2 separate regions of the Oryctolagus cuniculus genome follow, and region 2 is linked to region 1. The links are chromatin contacts, called in public Hi-C maps. All regions are on one chromosome and are shown on one strand. Each heading gives the region's core, a stretch centred on a gene start, on an enhancer-like site or on the middle of the called end of the contact. The rest is flanking DNA. Distances are from core to core; before and after follow the strand shown. Region 1 has its middle 9.6 kb from the start of GJC3. Region 2 overlaps ZKSCAN1 (zinc finger with KRAB and SCAN domains 1).

Evidence for each region. A called contact is a pair of places that touch in the nucleus more often than the background predicts.
Region 2: a Hi-C map of liver shows a contact between it and region 1, with 2.4 times the contacts expected there. The contact joins two enhancer-like sites. A contact is called at or near these places in 3 of 6 Hi-C or Micro-C datasets (embryonic fibroblasts, liver and an unstated tissue).

What each region holds. Positions count from the first base shown.
Region 1 is chr19:42,246,222-42,251,161 of mOryCun1.1, reverse strand. It overlaps the pseudogene LOC100348787. Among named protein-coding and RNA genes, the nearest start is that of GJC3, 9.6 kb to the right of the region's middle. Within about 2 kb of position 2,336, at least 7 of the 8 cell types and tissues checked have an H3K27ac peak or open chromatin away from gene starts, as enhancers often do.
Region 2 is chr19:42,297,451-42,301,896 of mOryCun1.1, reverse strand. The region is part of intron 6 of ZKSCAN1 (zinc finger with KRAB and SCAN domains 1); the gene reads right to left. Among named protein-coding and RNA genes, the nearest start is that of ZKSCAN1, 25 kb to the right of the region's middle. Within about 2 kb of position 2,601, at least 1 of the 8 cell types and tissues checked has an H3K27ac peak or open chromatin away from gene starts, as enhancers often do.

The sequences.
Region 1 (4,940 bases), core at 1,087-3,586:
ACTGAGTTATTATGAGGATTCTATTTATTTTTTTAAAAAATGAATGCACAGTGACACAAAGAAATCTATATAGGTCGCATCATTTAGTGTTGACCCAAAGAACCCTGAAGCCATCATGGTGTGATGAAGTCAGTAAAAATGAGTCAGATCATATAGACACAGGAAAGTCTCACATTTTAGAAAGACAGGGCCTGTTTAGCTCGAGTGTGTGTCTCAGGAGTGTGAATTAGCTCATACACACTTGGTCAACAGGGAATGGTATTAGCATCATGTCAAGTCCGGCTGCTTCACACAAAGGACTTCTCAGCATGTTAACGTTTTGAGCACGAAGCAACAGGACCTGAGCACAAAGCACACCAACAAGGCAGAATTCAGAAAGCCACGGGCAGTCCAGTACTGTACACATGCACCTTCCCTCCTGTTAATTCAGGTGACCACATGCTTCCTTTGGCAAAGACTTACTACACAGATGCCCCCAATCTTTCAGTATTTGCCTTTGTCTCCCTAATCCAGTAGACCCAACCTTTCCACACAGACCTTACTTTAGCTACACTCCTTTTTCCAGGTCAGTTCTTGCATAGTGTTGTATTCCTTTATTTATTGGGAATTCAATGTTTCACTATGAAACATTTGGGGAGTCATCCATCTCCCTCCCTCCTTCCTTCCTTCCTTCAGATTTATTTATTTGAAAGCCAGTTACAGAAAGATCTTCCATCTACTGGTTCGCTCCCCAGATGGCCACAAGGACCAGGGCTGGGCCAGGCCAAACCCAGGAGTCAGGAACTTCTTCCAGATCTCCTACTTGGGTGCAGGGGCCCAGGCACTTGGACCATCTTGTGCTGCTTTCCCAGGCGCATTAGCAGAGAGCTGGACTGGAAGTGGAGCAGCCAGGTCTTGAATTGGCACCCACATGGGATGTTGGCATTGCAGGTGGTGGCTTTACCTGCTATACCACAATGCCAGCCCCCCTCCTCCTTTTTAAAAAATTTGAAGACAATATAGATAGATATAGATATCTCCCATCTGCTGGTTTATTCTCCAAATGGCCACAATTACTGGGGCTGACCCAGGCAGAAGCCAGGAGCCTGGAACACCATCTGGGACTCCCACATGGGTGCAGGGGCCCAAGCACTTGGGCCATCTTCCACTGCCTTCCCATGACATCAGCAGGAGCAGAAGTGGAGCAGCCGGGATTATAACTAGTGCTTATATGGGATGCTGGCATGGTGTCCTAAACTGCTGCACCGTCTAGAACGTAAGAATTCTTGATTTTTGGGTTACAAAAGCACATAGTTTTGAGTAACCTCCCCTAAAGCCTTACAGTCTTGATTTTAAGCGGCACGGGAGCTTCCAAACAGATCACCAAGAAAATGGGTTTAGTAACTGCTCACAGGAAAAAGACCTACGTGGTTGTCTCTCCTCAAAGAAAAACCCACAGCCAGAAAAGGAAAACCCTGTCCTTCAGTTCCTGAGAAGGGAAAACCAGGCAGAGATTCTACACACGGAGACAACTTTGGCACTCGGGATCCTCAGAATGTTTTTAGGCAGGCCTTGAGTCTTGGAAGGCTCGGTGGGGGGACATACATCCCAAAGCACTAAGAACGTCAGTGACCAGCGATCCTGCCTCGGCATTCCGTAAGTATGTTTCTATTTAACAAGCACACGTCACACTCTTGCTTCCACCCAGATAAAAATGCGGCGGGACGGATGGATACGCGCGAGGGTGGGTGGAGGACGGCCCATCCACATTTGGGAGGACTGTCCACACACATTGCCCTCGTCACCTCCCGGAATAGCTCCTTCTCTCCCTTCCCTCCACGCTGCTCACTGCACGTAGGGCGCGGAGCTCTGTAATGGGGTGGGGAGACTATTGCTTTTGCAATAGAAAAAACAGTTCAGTCCCCACTTACTAGTACTACCTGCTACACACATTAACCCTTCATTTCTGCTAAACTGGCACATGATCTCCCCTTTGAAAACGGAACCTGAGGCTCAGAGCAGTCAGCTCTCTTTCTGCCAAGCTCCGTCTTCCGTGGAGCGGCACGGATCTGGGAAGACGCGGGGTCGGCATGGGTTCTGCGGCCAAGGCTGGCTCCACGGATGTTTGCAAATTAGCCTCGAGGCCGGCTGGAGGCACCAAGGGAGGGCGCGACCAAAAATCTGGGGGCAGGAGGAGAGACGTGACCCCGCCAGAGTGCAGAGGCCGACACGCGCACGCTATAAAGGAGCACACGAACAGCCAGCAAGTCCGGAGAAACCGCCCCTGACCCTCGCAGGCCGCCGTCTGCGCCGACACACAAAGGCCGGACGTGCGGCCGCGGCTCCGTCAACCCCCGCTGCAGTGTTCCCTCTAGGACCCCGGAGGCCCGCATCTCGGTGGTTCCCTGGACTGCCTCTAGGACCCCGGAGGCCCGGATCTCGGTGGTTCCCTGGACTCGGAGACCCCTCCCCGCCTCCCGGCGCGTGAACCGCACAAAGAATCAGCTCGCTTGCGGAAGAAGAACTCCCCTTAAACTATATCCCGATGTACATTTCCGCTGAGGGGTCGGAACAAGGCGGGTTATCCCGCTGGCTGCCCCCAGAGGACAAAGAAACCGTGGCCCAGGGGCGAGAACCCGGCGCGCGGCCCTCCACGCCCCCTGCCGGGTCCGCCGACCGGGCTGCCTATCACGAGAAAGGAACACCAGTAAAATTAAAGCTTATGCTTTCAAGGAGGCAGAAAACAGTTCCAAGCAGAGAAGAACGAGTGTGCAAGAGTTCAGTGCGCTCATTATTAAGATGGCTACTACAAAACGTAACAGGTGCTGGATGTGAAGAAATTGGAATCCTTGTGCAGTGTCGTTGGGATGGGAAAGCCTCTGTGGGAAACAAGATGGCATGCCCTCAAAAAATAAAATAAAAAAAAATTACCGCATGACCCAATAATGCTACCTTGGGGTGCAAAGAACTGAAGGCAGGGACTTGCAGTGTTCGCACAGCCTTGCTCGTAGCAGCTTCCTTCACAACGGCCAAGGAGCGCAAGCGATGTAGTGTTCAATGGCTAAGCAAACTAGGAATTTTTTAGAGAATTATTTTATTTGAAGAGCAGAATTACAGAGGGAGACGGGAGGGAGGGTAGGAGGGATCTTTCATCTGTCGGATCACTCTCTTTAGCCTGCAGCAGCTGGGGCGGGGCCAGGTTGAAGCCGGGAACTCCATCTGGGTCTCCTCCATGGGTGGCGTGGCCACCATCCATTGCTCTGCCAGGTGCATTAGCAGGGAGCTGGTTTGAAAGTGGAGCAGCCAGGACTCAAACTCAGGCGGGATGCTGATGTTGCAGGCAGCGGTTTGACCAGCTGCACCACAGTGGCAGCCCCAGGAAGGAAATTTTGACATAACATAGATGAACCTTGATTACAGTACTTTAAGATTTCCCTTGTGTATGTATCTAGAGTAATCAAATTCAGAGACAGAAAGAATGATGGTTACCAGAGGCTGGAGGGAGAGGGAATGAGGAGTCATTGTCTAAGGGGTACAGGGTTTAAGTTTTGCAAGGATAGGAGAGTTCAGGAAATGGATGACAAAGATTGCCTAACAACGTGAATGTGCTTAGTGCAACTGAGCTGTACAATTAAAAGTGGTTTCTATGGTAACTTTTATGTTTTGTGCATTTTATCATTGAAAAAGAACCTGGGGGCCGACGCTGTGGCAAAGTGGGTAAAACTGCTGCCTGCAGTGCTGGCATCCCATATGGGCACAGGTTTGAGTCCCAGTTGCTCCACTTTTGATCCAGCTCTCTGCTGTGGCCTGGGAAAGCAGTGGAGGATGGCCCAAGTCCTTGGGCTTCAGCACCCACGTGGGAGACCCGGAGGAAGCTCCTGGCTCCTGGTTTCGTATCAGCTCAGCTCTGGCTGTTGCAGCCAGTTGGGGAGTGAATCAGTGGATGGAAGACCCCTCTCTCTCTGCCTCTCCTCTCTGTGTAGCTCTCACTTTCAAATAAATAAATAAATAAATGTTAAAAGGAAAAAGAACCTGGAGAAGACACAATCCTGTATAAAAAGCACCAGAGGTATGCTACAAAAATAGACTGAGATTTCTGAAACAGGATTGGTACTAGAATATAGATACTTGTAAATATTTGTGGGTAATGTTAACTGATATTTCACAACTGGGTGTGGCAGTACTGCCATAACTATTTGGATGATCAAGGGATTGGGACAAAAACTCCTGAGACAGGAGTTGAGAATGATGTCCCCAGAGAGCACCTGTGCCATTGGGCCCTGGATTGGTGGAGGGGATGCAGAATGGGGTTTCCTATTCAGGGTTTAACAAATATTAGAAACGCTTCTAAACACATCTTATTTTGGCAAACACTGTGCACTATTCAGAAAAATGCATGAAAATCCTTCATGGACTTCATCATGAAATGGAGTAGGTGGCCACACTAGGCATACGCAATAATTGTGACGATGGGTCTGGCATTGTGGCATAATGGGTTAAGTCGCCACCTTCGATGCTGACAATCATATGGGCACTGGTTCAAGTCCCAGGTGTTCTACTTCCAATCCAGCTAATGTGTGTGGAAAGCAGTGGAGGATGGCCCAAGAACTTGGGCCCCTGCACCCATGGGGGAGACCTGGATGAAGCCCCTGTTTCCTGGCTTCGCCTGACCCAACCCCGGCTGTTGCAGCCATTTGGAAGATTCTCTCTCTCTAAATCCCTCTCTCTCTCTCTCTCTCTCTCTCTCTGTAACTGCCTTTAAAATAAATAAAATAAATCTTAAAGATAAAAAATTGTGACTATAACCCCTATTAACTGAGTCTGCCTGCATGACCTCACCCAAGTATATTCATTTATACCCTGTTCATTGTTCTGCATGGAAAGAGGTTGGTCAAAGGGTACAGAGATCCAATTAGAATGAATAAATTCTGGATATCTATTGTACTGTGTAATTATAGTGC
Region 2 (4,446 bases), core at 1,352-3,851, 50 kb before region 1:
GTGCGCCGGCTGCAGTGCGCTGGCCGCAGCAGCCACTGGGGGGTGAACCAATGGAAAAAGGAAAACCTTTCTCTCTGTCTCTTTTTCTCACTGTCCACTCTGCCTGTGAAAGAACAAACAAACAAACAAACGTGACAGGTGCAGAGGAAAGGGGTGTGCAGAGTCCTTTAAACATGCACATTAACAAGTCATGATTTATCTGCATCACCTGTTCAAAGATGACAGCTGGGAGGTCATCAGAGGTGTGTCATTGAATGTTATAAGGAACCATAAGGTAACTCTCATTATTATGAGTCACTCTGTTCAAGCTCCAGTCACAATTTTAGCCACAGCTGGTTCTGTCTGGTTGTATTTAAGAGCCTAGAAAAAAAAAAGTTCAGCAGATTTGCATTAAAGACAACAAATGTAGGATAGCAAGTTTCTAGTCAACAGGCAAATGATTATAATGGGTTGTTGGTATATTATATGTCTTTAATAGTATGTTAGGCAGCTAAAGAAAGCTTGCAATTCATTTATTTGAAAGGCAGAGTAACAGAGAGGGAAGGAGGAAGTAAAGGAAGGAGGGAGGGAGGGGGAGAGAGAGCGCGCGAGAGAAATCAAGATCTTCATCTGTTGGTTCACTCCCCACATGGCTGCAATGACCAGGGCTGGGCCAGACTAAAACCAAGAGCCAGAATCTTCATCTGGGTCTTCCACTTCTGTGTAGGGGCTCAAGGATTTGGGCCATTCTCTGCTGCTTTCGGAGGCACATTAGTGGGAAGCTGGATTGGAAGTGGAGCAGCTGGGACTCAGACCAGTGCTCTGATAGGAGATGCCTGTATTGCAAATGGCAGCTTGACTCACTGTACCACAATGCCAGCCCTGGTATGGGGATTCTTTTTTGTCCACGGTTTCAGTTTCTGCGTCTATAAATGGGCCTACTGTCTTTGCAAAGTTGGTGAAATGAATTAGAGACAATTCATGGTTGTGATTCATGAGTGAAGGATGAGATAAGCTGAAGAACAGTGTAATACCAACAACTAATTATCTCAAGAAAATGATCGAGTTATACAAAAGTAAAGGAGAGGGCCCATGTTGTGGCATATTGGGTAAAGTTGCCACCTGAGGATGCTCAAGTATTTGGGCTCCTGCCACCCATGTGGGAGACTCTGAAGAAGTTCCTAGCCTTGGCTGGACCCAGCCCTGGCTATTGCAGTCGTTTGGGGGAGTGAACCAGTAGAACAAATCTCTCTCTCTCTAACTCTTTCAAATAAATAACAGAGGGAGAGGGAGACAGACAGACACACACACACACACACACACAGATCTCCCATCCACTGGTTCACTCCTCAGAAGGCTGCAACAGCCACAGCTGGGCCAGGCCAAAGCCAGAGCCAGGAGCTTTATCCAGGTCTCCTACATGGGTTCAGGAGCCCGAGCACTTGGGCCATCTTCCACTGCTTTTCCCAGGCCATTTGCTGGGAGCTGGATTGGAAGTGGAACAAGTGGTTCAGGTATTGGCACCTACAGGTATGCCATAGTTGCAGGCTTCAACTTTACCTGCTATGCCACAACTCTGGTCCTTGGAATTTATTTTTGTCATAGACACTGGTGACCTGTGACAGTACCATGTAAATGGTAAAGTTAATGGGGGCTTTAATGGGGAAGATATCAGTAGTGAGGAGATGACAACTATAGTTGGGGGCCATTTAATAGAGGCTTTTGTTAGCGAAAAGGAAAGGACAAGGTCAAAGGCTTTTACCATTTGTGTTTGCCTCTTAAAACTACAGGTTTGTACTTATTTAGACTCAAAACAGGTGCTGAGAGTGAGGAGAGACCTGGCAGCATTAGAGGTGGAAGCCACATTTCTCATTTATTCTTCTCTCCATGCTGAGACACACAAAAAGCCGAATGATAATGGCATAGAAAACTGCACATCAATGATGGTGCCCCACACACGAAGTTTGTCAGAGCCAGTAAAGGTGCTCCAGTATACATGATGACAAAAACCAGTTTGTTTTCCACTGGGCAGGAATAGAAAACTGGCAGAGCTCACCAAACATTAGGGAATGCATGCACAAGGAAGAATAACATTACATGGAAAGCATTGGAGAGATGAACCAAGACATCACAATTTTTATCAGTTCTGAAACATGGAATTTCCTTTGTTTCCCACCTGTTTCTGGTAGAGATCTCTAAACCCTAATAAAATGGTACTGCCTGTGAAATGGGGAAAGACAGGGTCAAGTAACCCAGAAACCCAGCCAATTTCCTGGATTGTTCCTTTTGTGAATCTCTACCTCCTCGAGCAAAACCTGACTGTGAGATTTCCCTGTCCACTCCTTTTGGAATCCTGTCTGCTGACCCTCTTATGGCATTCTGGAGAAGGCTGTCCCTTTCTGGTCCCTGGTTATTTCCTCTTAGAATGCTTCTTATCCTGGATTTTACTTTCAGCAACTCTTAAGACACTTAATATAGCAACAATCCCAAATTATTTCTTGATTCTGTGAGGAGCTGGGCAGAAAGCGGTCTCTGAGTCAGCAACTCTGGACTGCCAGGCACCAAGGGAAACCTCCTACCCCAACAGAACAAAGCAACAGTTCTCTAAGAGCAAGCAAGTCCTAGACCAGCTGCCACTACCAATTGCCTCACTCCCAGTTCCCAGTCACCACGACCCTAGGCTAGTGACAGTCTATCCAGGCTCATCAGTTTTGTTAGCAGACACAAGAGGTCTGTTTGCTTGGTGTGTTGCCACAGAATCAGTCCTAAGCTGCAGTTGCTCAAAGTCAAGCAGATGGGGGGACAGTAGAGGTCCCTCAAGAAGATGCACCCCTGAGAAGCAGTTTTCAAGGGCTTTTATAGCAAGGGTTAGGGGCATGTCCAGGATGTAGAAAAGGAGCAGGAGGGCCCTTTCTGCTCAAGCATCACACATCTTCATATATTATATGCTCACAAGCGACCCACACTGGTTTCTTGCGGCTTTCTCTGTCTGTGGTGGCCTGGCCCCCTCTAAGTACAGTATTGCCAGATAGGCTTTCCTGGAACACTGGCTGAAAAAACAAGCTCTGGTGAGTAAATTGTGTCAGGTTCTCTGCCCTTGTTCCTCCGTCTCCTTGCCTAAACCCTACATTCCTGGTCACACACTGAACCCTGGAACATAGCAGGGACCAGAGTAAAAATGAAGGCGGACTAAAATTATAGGAGGCCAGGCTTGTAAATTTTTCCTCCTGCAGCCTTTGAAATGCAGGCCCAGGAATGGAGGAAGCCACCAGTGTTTGAACTGGAGAGGACAAGTCAAATATTGAGGAGAGAGGCTCTTGGGAGATAAGCTCTGATCCTTGTAGGCCAGCACTCAGTTTGCAGGGCCCCTCAGAACAATAGATCTGGAAGGTTAGACCTAGCTAAGTGTCTGAATTGGCAGGCATGTCAGCAGGGTCTGCACTAACTCCAGTAGTGTCAGAACTGGATTGGACACCTGGTTGGTGTCCAGAGATGGAGAGCTGGCATCAGAAATGCTGAGTAGAAACAGTTTACAGATGTTTTGGATACTCCATGTACTCTGCCAGGGCTCAGCTCACTTTTCACTCAGGCCACTGCTGGAACCTGCTTTTGGCAGGTGCACCCAGCAATGGTTGTTCTGTAACTTCTCTGGATGGGCACGGACCTGGAAATGCAAGAAGTCCCTGCTTCACAGAGCACACCTCGAATGAGTAAACGCTCTCTCCTCCAGTCCCTGGAGCAGCCAAATTCTGTCATGGAGGTGTAGGCTCCATTTGTCCACAGCAGTGACCACGTTCAGTGATGCATTAGATCCCATCCTCTTTCTGCCTACTCTGTCCCTCACTTCTGTTCTCTGCAATCATTCCCAAAACAAGTCATCTGCACACAAGTCCTGACTTTAGGCTCTGCTCTTTGGGAGACCCAGGCCAGGATAATTGCACAGGACAGGATCAAGTTCCCCTGAACCAGGACCTGGCTGGAAAATACCTCTGGAAAAGGACATTTTCACACAAGCTACCTTTTGTAAATCCTTTTTAGCCTTACTAAAAACTTTACTTGAGGGGCTGGCACTGTGGCATAGTAGGTTAAAGTTCCATCTGAGGCCGGTGCCATGGCTCACTTGGCTAATCCTCTTCCTGCGGCACTGGCACCCCGGGTTCTAGTCCCGGTTGGGGTGCCGAGTACTAGTCCTGGTTGCTCCTTTTCCAGTCCAGCTCTCTGCTGTGGCCTGGGAGGGCAGCAGAGGATGCAGGTGCAGGAACCAAGCACCCGCATGGGAGACCGGGAGGAAGTACCTGGCTCCTGGCTTCGGATCGGCGCAGCACAGGCTGTAGCGGCCATTAGGGGAGTGAACCAACGGAAGGAAGACCTCTCTCTCTGTCAAAAAATAAAAAATAAAAAGCTCCATCTGAAGCACCAACATCCCATATGGGCACTGGTTCGAGCCCCAACTGATCCACTTCTGAT